2 separate regions of the Mustela erminea genome follow, and region 1 is linked to region 2. The links are chromatin contacts, called in public Hi-C maps. All regions are on one chromosome and are shown on one strand. Each heading gives the region's core, a stretch centred on a gene start, on an enhancer-like site or on the middle of the called end of the contact. The rest is flanking DNA. Distances are from core to core; before and after follow the strand shown.

Region 1 (5,049 bases), core at 2,544-5,043, 310 kb before region 2:
AGATTCTAAAGACTAAGTAATGCCAAATTTGTTTGTAAAGCCCTTTTCTTTTCCTGGTTTTCTTTTCTATTTCTATTCTTGTTTTATTTTCACCACACCATAATGAGAGTAGGGACCAAATTCAAAGCACTCTCGCTACTTAATAGACTTTAAAATTCAGGAAAAATATAATTTCAGAAAGTCAATACTTTGTTTTCCATTAGCAATTTTCAATACTATTGATAAAGAAGTAAGTCTCTCTAAACTCTGAAAAAGGAGATATAGTTCATTTACATAGTAGAGTTAATGGGGATTGCACAGACTGGTTTTATTTTATCACGTTCTCTCCTGAGGCAAGATACAAAAAGAAACAACAGTCCAGTTCCAGATGGAGAATTTTTTTTTAAGATTTTTTTATTTATTTGTGAGAGAGAGAGAGCGCATGAACACAGGCAGACAGAATGGCAGGCAAAGGCAGAGGGAGAAGCAGACTCCCTGCCGAGCAAGGAGCCCGATGTGGGACTCCATCCCAGGACGCTGGGATCATGACCTGAGCTGAAGGCAGCTGCTTAACCAACTGAGCCACCCAGGCATCCCAGATGGAGAATTTTTAATGAACTTGAAAACATGTCATTGCTCTGTGTCTCCAGGGTTTTTCTCCCCTTAGCTTTTACTTACAGAGCTGACATAAAATAGAATCTATAATTCATCATAAAATATAGGTAACTTGAAGAGGCTCTTCAATTTATTATGTGTTCAGAGAAGCACTTCTAATTTTTTCTCTGGTGGTAAATGTCATCATAAAAATACATGCAAAAGCTTCCTTTCAATTTAGAGTTCAGAAAATATTCTGTTATCTCAAATTATTTACAATCTTGGTAATCTTCCAACATGTAAAATAAGGAGAAATTTCTATTTTTTTTCCTCAACAGCTATTTGTCCTTAAAGACAATATCTTGTTCATGAATTTATTCTATATTAATACAGTTCATTTAAAAAAACAATGAAAGGGGCACCTGGGTGGCTCAGTCAACTAAGAGTCTTTTTTCAGCTCAGGCCATGATCCCATGGATCAAGCCCCATGTCAGGCTCCCTGCTCAGTGGGGAATCGGCTTCTCCCTCTCCCCACCTCTTGCTTGTGCTCTCTCTTGCTATCTCTTTCTCAAATAAATAAATAAAATGTTTTTAAAACAAAAACAATGTAAAGATTGTCATTCTAGACTGTTAAGTGACCAGCCTATATATTTAGAGATGGAAAATTTTCTGGAAATTCCCTTGTTTACTTTCTCTCCCAGTTTTCCTGATAACATACTTTTCAAGCATTTGAGCAACATAATAGTTATGAATAAGATTTAATCTTAGATGGAAGGTCTAGGATGCAAGGCATTACAGATTTTTATAGAGCTATAACAGAGGGGCACCTGGGTGGCTCAGTGGGTTAAAGCCTCGGCCTTCATCTCAGGTCATGATCTCAGGGTCCTGGGATCACGCCCCGCATCAGGTTCTCTGCTCAGTGGGGAGCCTGCTTCCCTTCCTCTCTGTCTGCTTGTGATCTCTTTCTGTCAAATGAATAAATAAAATATTTAAAAAAAAAAAAAAGAAAAGCTGTAACTGAGTTTCCTGCACAATGAATTAAGTAATTCAATGTAGATATAAAGTTCTTTTATAATTTTTTTTAAAGATTTTATTTATTTATCAGAGAGAGGGAGAAAGAGAGCACAGGCAGACAGAATGGCAGGCAGAGGCAGAGGGAGAAGCAGGCTCCCTGCCAAGCAAGGAGCCTGATGTGGGATTCGATCCCAGGACGCTGGGATCATGACCTGAGCCGAAGGCAGCTGCCCAACCAACTGAGCCACCCAGGCGTCCCGATATAAAATTCTTTTAGAGATTTTTACTTGACAGTGAAAGAGAGAGCACAAGCAGGGGGAGAGGGAGAAGCAAGTTCCCTGCTGAGCAGGGAGTGGGTGCTGGGCTAGATCCCAGGATTTTGGGATTAAGACCTGAGAAGAAGGCAGATACTTAACTGACTGAGCCACCCCAAAGCCCTACTCTTAAATCTTTAAAAAAAAAAAAAAAAAAAAAGACTGTTCTATTAGACTTTAATTTGGGGTATGCCAATTGTGGAAAATATTGAAGCAGGTGGAAAAGAACTGTAAGATATTCTGCATGCAGGGGTGGTGCCTGGGTGGCTCAGTGGGTTAAAGCCTCTGCTTTCTGCTCAGGTCATGGTCTCAGGGTCCTGGGATGGAGCCCCCCATTGGGCTCTTCTCAGTGGGGAGCCTGCTTCCTCCTCTCTCTCTGCCTGCCTCTCTGCCTAGTTGTGATCTCTGTCTGTCAAATAAATAAATAAAATCTTAAAAAAAAAAAAAAGATATTCTGCATGCAGGGAATACTATAATTTCACACGCAGTTCTGAACCAACACCAAGAATTCTCTAATATAGTAAGGAAATGGTAGAAACACCTTGAAAGGTTTCTACAGTATTTTTATTAGCATTAACACACTCCTGCTGAATCATAGAAGCTAAATTCATTTATAGGAAGCCTACTGGTTTTCTCAGCTATACTTCAATTAGAATGCAAGTCCTTAAATTACAAGGCCAGGAGTGTAAAATAACACCTGCTAAGGTTGTCTAAACTAAGAGGCAACTGGTAATGGTAAACTTCACAGCCAATTATTGCAGTAATCTCGAATTCTATTTGAAGCAAGCTCCTATCCTTTAGTCTTTAAAAATAAAGTTGTAGGGGAACCTGGGTGGCTCAGTGGGTTAAAGCCTCTGCCTTCGGCTCAGGTCATGGTCCCGGGGTTCTGGGATGGAGCCCCACGGGCTCTCTGCTTAGCAGGGAGCCGGCTTCCTCCTCTCTCTCTTCCTGCCTCTCTGCCTATTTGTGATTTGTCTGTCAAATAAATAAATAAATATTTTTTTAAAAAATGTAGTACAATCAGTTAGGACATTAGATATACTGGTGACAACAGACCACGTATATTTTTTACTGACCAGAGTACTAAAGCCAGAAAAAAGATAAAATGAAAAAAATATATATATATTTAAACTTCGGAATCAGAACAGTCATTTACAGGTCTCCTTGTAAACTTCCTTTATTGTCGAGGACATTTTACTGCAGCCCTTGAGACGCTTCCAGTCTCCTATACATAATACTTAAATAAGAAAAAAAAAAAAAATCCAGAACGAAGCAAAAGAAAAAAACCTGGAGAAGCAAGTAATTTAAAGGTTGAATACGCAGTTACAGAGCCCCATCAATATGACTCCCTGTTACCGAAGCCGGAGAGGCGAAGGAAATGAATGAAGAAATTGGATAAGAGAGTGAATAAGAAGAAAAGACGTTAAAAAAGGAGGAAAGCTAAAGAAAGTGGACGGAAGGGGAGGAGATTTTAAGGAGGAAAAAGAGAGGGCAAAGGGTTGAGAAAAGCGTGTTAAGGTCGCACGGAAAAGGGAGGAGACAGAGATGCCCTGTGGCCCCGCAGGTCCCGCCCCCGCCCAAGCGCTCCCCTCTCGGGCCCCGCCCCACACCCAGGCCCCGCCCCGTCAGTTTCCCTCCGGGGCCTGCCCCGCCCCTCGTCGCCGGCGGCGGCCGCCGCATCAGGTGACAGCCCGGAAGCAGCGGAAGCGGATGAGGATAGCGCGGCAGCGGCCCTGGAGGGCGGCACGGAGCTGCGGGAGCCTCGGCCTCCTCCGGGCCGCCTGGGCGGCCCTCATGCGGCGCCCTCGCTGACACCTGAAACCCGCCGCTCGCCGTCTTCCTGGGGACCGCGGGGTTCGCCGGGCCCGCCGCCCTTGGCGGTTGAAGTCGGCGGCTTGCGGGCCCGCGGCGGCCGCCCATGGAGAAGGCCGGGCGGGGAGGCGATGGCGCCCCCCGGGGGCCCGTACTGCACATCGTGGTGGTCGGCTTTCATCACAAGAAGGGCTGCCAGGTGAGGAGGGGGGTTCGAATCCGCCCCCGGCCGTTCGTGCGGTCGCGCGCAGCTGGTGCTCGCTCCCCTCAGCTCGGTTTGGTGCTGCCTTAAGCGCCCTCGGCCCTTCTGAACTTCACACCTGCTCCTCGCAGTCGGCGCACCTGAGGCGCATTCTCCACACTCCCTTCTTTCTCTGGCCCCCGACATTGTTTTGAGCAGCGGAGGAGTTCTGTGTTGGTATTGTTGGGTTGGTAGGTGTTCAGGCTCCTTGGTGGAGTGGGAGGATGAATCGAAGGTCAGCCCCACTCAGTTCCTCATTCATCTGAGCCTCCATTGACTTTCCGGGTGTCCACCTATAATGGGAGCCTTTACAAGATTCAGCACTTGGGCTTCGTTTTCAAGGTAATGAGCTCAGTGGGCTTCCACACAAATGTTTAGGGTTGGTTGAAGCACAGGCGGCGTCGTGGGAAAATCCACTTCCTTTGTTTATCTGTGGAAGCCCTAGAATCCGTCCTGTTTGGGTGGTGTATTGACTCCTCCCCCCCTTCCCACTGGGCCTTGGTTTTGCTATTTGATCTCGTCCAAATCTTGCCTTTTGGTGAGAAATTGACCTTTCCAGTTCAGTTGCGATAAGAGATGGTATATTTACCGGGCAGAGGAGTGTGCAAATACAAAGTCATTTTTATCACGCTTCTTCACTGAAATAGTGAACGGGAACAATGGGACGTTTGCAGTATATACATTGGAGGTAGAAGAACAAAACAGAAACGGAATTATTTCATGAGCCCAAACGCTGGAAGGCAATGATGTCATAATGTGCTAGCGAACAGGAAATTGAAATGTGTTAAAAATACTGACTGCCACTGCTAGGTAATGTAGCATTTCATTTCTTGCGTTTCACAGAAAACAAAACATTTTAGAAGATTTTTGCTGGCAAAATTTAAATTCGTTAGAGGATGGTAACAGGAAAGTGGAGTGAATAGATGTTTGTGATTGTATGTATTCTAACCGTTGCTTAACTTTGTAGTATGGTATTTTGTTCCTTGTCTCTCAGGGGAAAATGGCATAGAAAGACACCGAGGAGAAAGTGGCATTATTTAGTGCGGTGTTAAAAAAAATTCCAAGTAGCAGCAGTAGAGTATATGTTTTTAAAAC
Region 2 (5,396 bases), core at 1,901-4,400:
AACCAGAGTGGGAGGGAGAAGCAGAAGCAGACTCCTGGCTCATGCAGCACTCCATCCCAAACCCCTGGGATCGTGACCTGAGCCAAAATCAAGTCGGTTGCCTAATAACTGAGCCACCCAGGTGCCCCATAAAGTTAGTGTTTAAAATAAATCTGGATGTCCTGATACTAAAGGAATATAATGGTAGTATAATTCATTATTTAGAAACATAAGGTTTTCTTCTTACACTTTAGAGCCTCTTACAGTTCTCACACATGAGAAGTGAAGATACTCAATAACTCAGTCTGTGAATGGTGAAGTTCTTGGTCCCAGCTTGTGTGCAAGTCCCTGCTACTGGTGTGATTCCATATATCTGAGCACTTTTTGTCTATGTTTGAGGTGAGCTTTCCTGGGTCCTGATAGTATCAGGGCCCATGGAGTTTCCTGAGCAAGAACCCACTCACTAATGGTCATAGGCCTCAGGCACCCAAGCTTGGCCAGCTGCCAAAGCCACCCCAGGAGGGAAGGAAGCATTCCAGTCATTTGGTTGGTGTGAGCGACTCAGATTTATCTCTGGTATGCGCTAGGGAGTCGTCTGAACTCTGGGGAGAGCCAGAAGATGTAAGGTTATAAAGGTGAAGGAAAGAGCTAATAAAAATTTCAAAAACATTCATTTATTCATTCATCAAACACTGAATTAGACCTGCTGTGTGAATGTGTTCTGAGTCTGGAGGAGAAACCTGTCTCTGCCTTTGTGGAGCTTACATAAGAAAAATGTTGAACTGACAATTACCCATATCTTAAAATTTCAGTTATGATCAGTTCTATGGAGATGTATAGGGGTACTTATTCTAGTGGTGGCCCACGAAGCCTTCCATGGGGAAGGGAAATATCAGCTGAGTAGAAGCTGGTGGAGCAAAGGAAAATATCCCAAGAGGCAGAGTAGCCTGTGGAAAAGGGGCTTCATGTACAGAAGAAATTGAGAGAGAAGGCAAGTGTGGGGCTGAAGCCTGGGGAGCAAGGAGAAGAGTGATGAAATGAGGCCGGAGAGGCAGACCGGACAAGACTTTCCAGATCTTGTAGACCTTGTGAAGTACTGGATCTTATAGTAAGTGTGGTAGGAAGGTAATGAAGAAAATAAAGTTGGAAGAAGTCATTATCATACTGGAATTTTAAACATTTCTCTAGCTACCACATGGTCCCATACTATGTGATGCCACACATATTCTGCAGCTATTGATGTGCCAAATATGCCTTTTTGACATTCATTCATTCTAGAAATATTGATTTGGACTGATAAATGCTATGTTCATGTTGTTCAAATTTGGGGTCAAGAGTCATTAGAGGATTGTGAAATCCACTCAGGGAATTGGCAGCAATATCATAAACCATGAAATAAAAAAGGAAAGAATAGAAAGTAGAAGTATCAGAGGGCATCACATGTAAATAAGTTAGGTATTATCTTTCCAAATTAATTTTGCCCTATGAGTTAAAGCAAAAAATAATTGAGATCTGTGTTGTGAATATTTAATGATCCAACATGCTTCATATAGTGTCTGGTACATATATTTATTGTGTACCTGGCTCAATAAATTATTGGCCTTGGTAACAGGTATAGTCCTTTATGTCTCTAATATGCATGAGGTTTAGTATAGTCCTTTATGTCTCTAATATGCATGAGGTTTAAAAAAAATAACATCTGTTGGGTGGGCAGTTCTGCTTTGGGGTTACTTGATGGATCTCTGCAGTTAGTTAACTCTGCTGGGTTTGGTTGGTCTAAAATGACCTTATTCATGTATCTAGAGGAGCAGTGGAGATGACCTGACATGTTTCTCCTCATTCAGCAAGCTTCTACAGGTCAGTCACATAGAAGTGGTTGCAGTATCTTCAAGAGAAGCATGTGAGAGAGAAGCACTTTTTGAAGCTTCGCTTTCATTATATTTACTAATGTTTCATTGACCAAAGCAAGTTAAATTTAGATGTAAGGGTAGAGCTACAAAGTCACATTGTAAAGAAATGGCCACACAAAGATGGAAAAAAACTACAGCTATTTTTTTTTTAAACTCTTGCACTCATTAGGAGGAATTATGGCACCCAGTTGTTGAAAATAAGCTTTTTATGCCAGAAATGATAAGTTACCTGAGGTTTCCCAGCAAATAGTATTCTTCACACTGTCCCATGCTGTCACTGAAATAGAATGAATTTGGATATCAACCCTTCCTCCTGTCACAAGGAATATGTTTTTTTAAAATGAAGTAGTTACATATCTTGGTGGGTTGAAATATAAATTGGTAGTTCAAGATAATTTTTTCTTTTTCCTTCTCTCTCTCTCTCTTTTTTTTTTAGTAGGCTCCATGTCCAGCATCGAGGCCAATATAGGACTTGAACTCATTCATTATACTCAGATCAAGACCTGAGCTTAGATACAGTCAGCTGCTTAACCAACTGAGCCACCCACGCACCCTCAAGGTAATTTTCACACAGTATTTTATTATATGATTTAAAAAAATCTTTTATTCTAGGGGCACCCCTTTGGTTTTGAAAACAAAGATGAAAAAAAAATTAAAAAAAAAACTGGCATTATTATTATGTTCAATTATAAAATCGAACATTTACCTACCTATATGCCAGATAATCCACTCTAAGGTCTATGCTCAAGAGAGACTGCACAAGGGATCAGGAGACATGTATAAAAACCTCAGAGCAGCACTTTTTCTCCTAGGAAAAGATAAGCACCTGGAAATTGTTCAAATGCTCCACCGCCTCCACGATGTTGGTCTTCCGCCCCTGTCTTCCTCTTCAAGGTGAATGTGTCCTGGGCCAGCACTACCCAGCCACCGGGCCTCGCACACTGGCTCTCGCTCCTGCCACCTGGCCACCGCCGCCTGGTCCATACCTTTGCCTCCTTGGCCTCCGAGCGGGAAAAGTAACTGTTTCTGGAGGATGGGAAGCGCGAGCCCGCGGAGGAGCGCGGACGCTCCGCCCCTCCTGAGCGAGCCTCGCCCCCGCGCGAAGCCCCACCCCGCGCGCTGACACGCGGGACGGGGATGGCGTGGGGGGGCGTGTTCTGCGTCCACAGCGGAGGCGGGAATCTGGTCTTCCTGGGACCCTATTTCTGAGGAACTGTCCAAGGACGGGAAAGGGAATGGTATTCATTATCTCTGTGCTAATGAGGACCAGGGAATGGTTCACTCCAGCCCTCTCCTTTAGAAATCTGATCCCGACCGGACCGAAGCAGGAAAAGTCTTCTGCCTTCCACCCTCTCAGCCGCTCTGGACTACAATCCCCAGAAGGCGTCGGAGCTCGGAGGACTGACTTGCGCAGCGGCGTTCGTTGTAAAGTGCTATGACAACAGGGCGAAGACGGCTTGGAGTTAGGCGGGAGTGGGGAGTTGTCTCTTCCGCCGTTGCTGTCCTCTGTCTGCTACATCCCACTGATTGCCTCCCTCACCATTTCCTCCTCTTTGTGAGAAGCAGGACTTGCCGTTGTTGTGGCCTGCGTGGTCTCTTCCAAGGGATTGATGCCGTTTTCCCTGCGTGTCTACGGGGTTGACACAGAAAGGATGCAGGTTTACTCCTTGTGGGTGTCGCTCCAACTTTGTGGGGTTGGTGGTGCTCCCTGGTGAGGCTCTTTCTCTCCGTCTGGGACGTGGAACAAGTTGGAGCAGGGGAACGACAGGGAGTAGTGAAGCGAGGGTTTGCTTTGCTCTGCACCCTCCATTCTTGCTCTCGTCGTTTCAGCCCTGGGACCCTGGCAGGCGTTCTTCAAGGGAAATCTCCGGAGAGTTCGAGGAAAGGTGGGGCAGGACCCACCGGATTGAGCATCAGGTAAGAGTATGTCCGAAATTAAACACTGGGAGCGTAAATGCCCTTTCTGTGTTTTGTTTTGTGGGCAAGATCGATCCGCTGATGCCACGGAATGGTTTGGGGGGATATATTGGATGATATGTTTCTTAGGAATGATGTCTGCATTAAAAATAAAAACGCAACTAGGAGCACAAAGTGTGAAAATCTTGTGAACATTTTTGAGAAAGGCTGATAAATTTTTTTCAAGATTCCATTCAGGAATGTCACGTGGTGCACTAGCATCGTCTTCCCATGACACTTCAGTAGGTCTTGTGAGCCAATGGTCAAAGCAATTCTCAGCCTGTGACTGCAGTAGGATGCATGCGCTAATACCCTCTAATTCTTGTAATAGGATTATTGCTTCTCCTTCTTTCTCTATATTGCAGACCACAGCAGTTTAGATACACTGAGCTGATTTTTATCAGCACTTTCTTTCCCTAATTAAGTCCTACAATTGACTTCAATTTCCCGAGAAATTAATAGTTTTTGTTTTGTTTTTTTTTGCCACCTCACTTTTACTTTTACTTTAAACATGAAACCACGTCACACACCTACACAACTTGAAGATGCTAGGAGGAAAACTATAGGTCATAACTAAAGTTGTTAGAAATATGTAAAGAGAATAATTACAGGGATTTTTGTGTGTGTGTTCGTGTGTGAATAGACTAAATCCTTATTTAGAAGAACTTTAAAAACTTGAAAATAATTTATAAATTGAGTTTAAGGAATTTTTCATTTTGTGGAATTGTGTGTAGTTGCTCTTAAAGTACATCCACACACTTACATTTTTGGTACAAGTTCTTGGTGGAAACATTTATTGAAGGGGCAAAAATCCTATATCATAGTATATAGTAGTTGTTAATGTTACATGTTTTGATGTATCTAGCAAGTCTTATCCCTCAGAATAAAGACTTTCAAATATTTCTCAAAAATTATTGAAACAAAAAAAATTATTGAAATACATGATGTTATTATAAAACATCCCTGTCAATTATCATTTCAGTGAAAGTTTACTGTCATTTTAAATTTTTAAACATTTTAAAAAAGATTTTATTTATTTATTTGACAGGTAGAGATCATAAGTAGGCAGAGAGGCAGGCAGAGAGAGAGAGGAAGGGATGCAGGCTCCCCACTGAGCAGAGAGCCTGATGTGGTCCTCAATCCCAGGACCCTGAGATCATAACCTGAGCCGAAGCTAGAGGCTTAACCCACTGAGCTACCCAGGTGCCCCTGTCATTTTAAAAAAAATGTCCCGTTTAAATATTCAATCCAGAAGTTCAGACTGGCATGGTTCAGAGTACATTCCACCACCACCACTTCTATTACTACTACTAAGTTACTAATGGCATTTATTTGACACTTAGATTGAGTACATCCTATGGTTAAGCAGTTACATGTGTTAGGCTATTTATCTTACCACTCCCCAGAACAATTAGGAGATTAGAAGGTGAGGGACTTGTTTAAAGTCACTCTTCTGACAAATGGAATGGAAAAGGGAACCCAGATATGTTTTAACTCCCTCTCCTATGCTCTTTTATTGAAAATTTTAATACTAATTGCTTATAATATTGT

What was found. Hi-C and Micro-C count contacts between places; a contact is called where the count stands out from the background.
Region 1: a Hi-C map of fibroblasts shows a contact between it and region 2, with 4 times the contacts expected there. The contact joins the promoter of AVL9 here to the promoter of LOC116569631 in region 2. A contact is called at or near these places in 2 of 3 Hi-C or Micro-C datasets (fibroblasts and spleen).

Annotation. Positions count from the first base shown.
Region 1 is chr11:43,975,064-43,980,112 of mMusErm1.Pri, reverse strand. AVL9 (late secretory pathway protein AVL9 homolog) reads left to right here and starts at 3,793. Exons shown (of 16, transcript XM_032306004.1): 1 at 3,793-3,912. The coding sequence starts at 3,820.
Region 2 is chr11:43,662,355-43,667,750 of mMusErm1.Pri, reverse strand. It overlaps LOC116569631 (retinitis pigmentosa 9 protein homolog), which reads right to left and starts at 3,150. Exons shown (of 9, transcript XR_004277110.1): 1 at 2,876-3,150; 2 at 2,119-2,166. It overlaps BBS9 (protein PTHB1), which reads left to right and starts at 3,158. Exons shown (of 22, transcript XM_032305996.1): 1 at 3,158-3,806.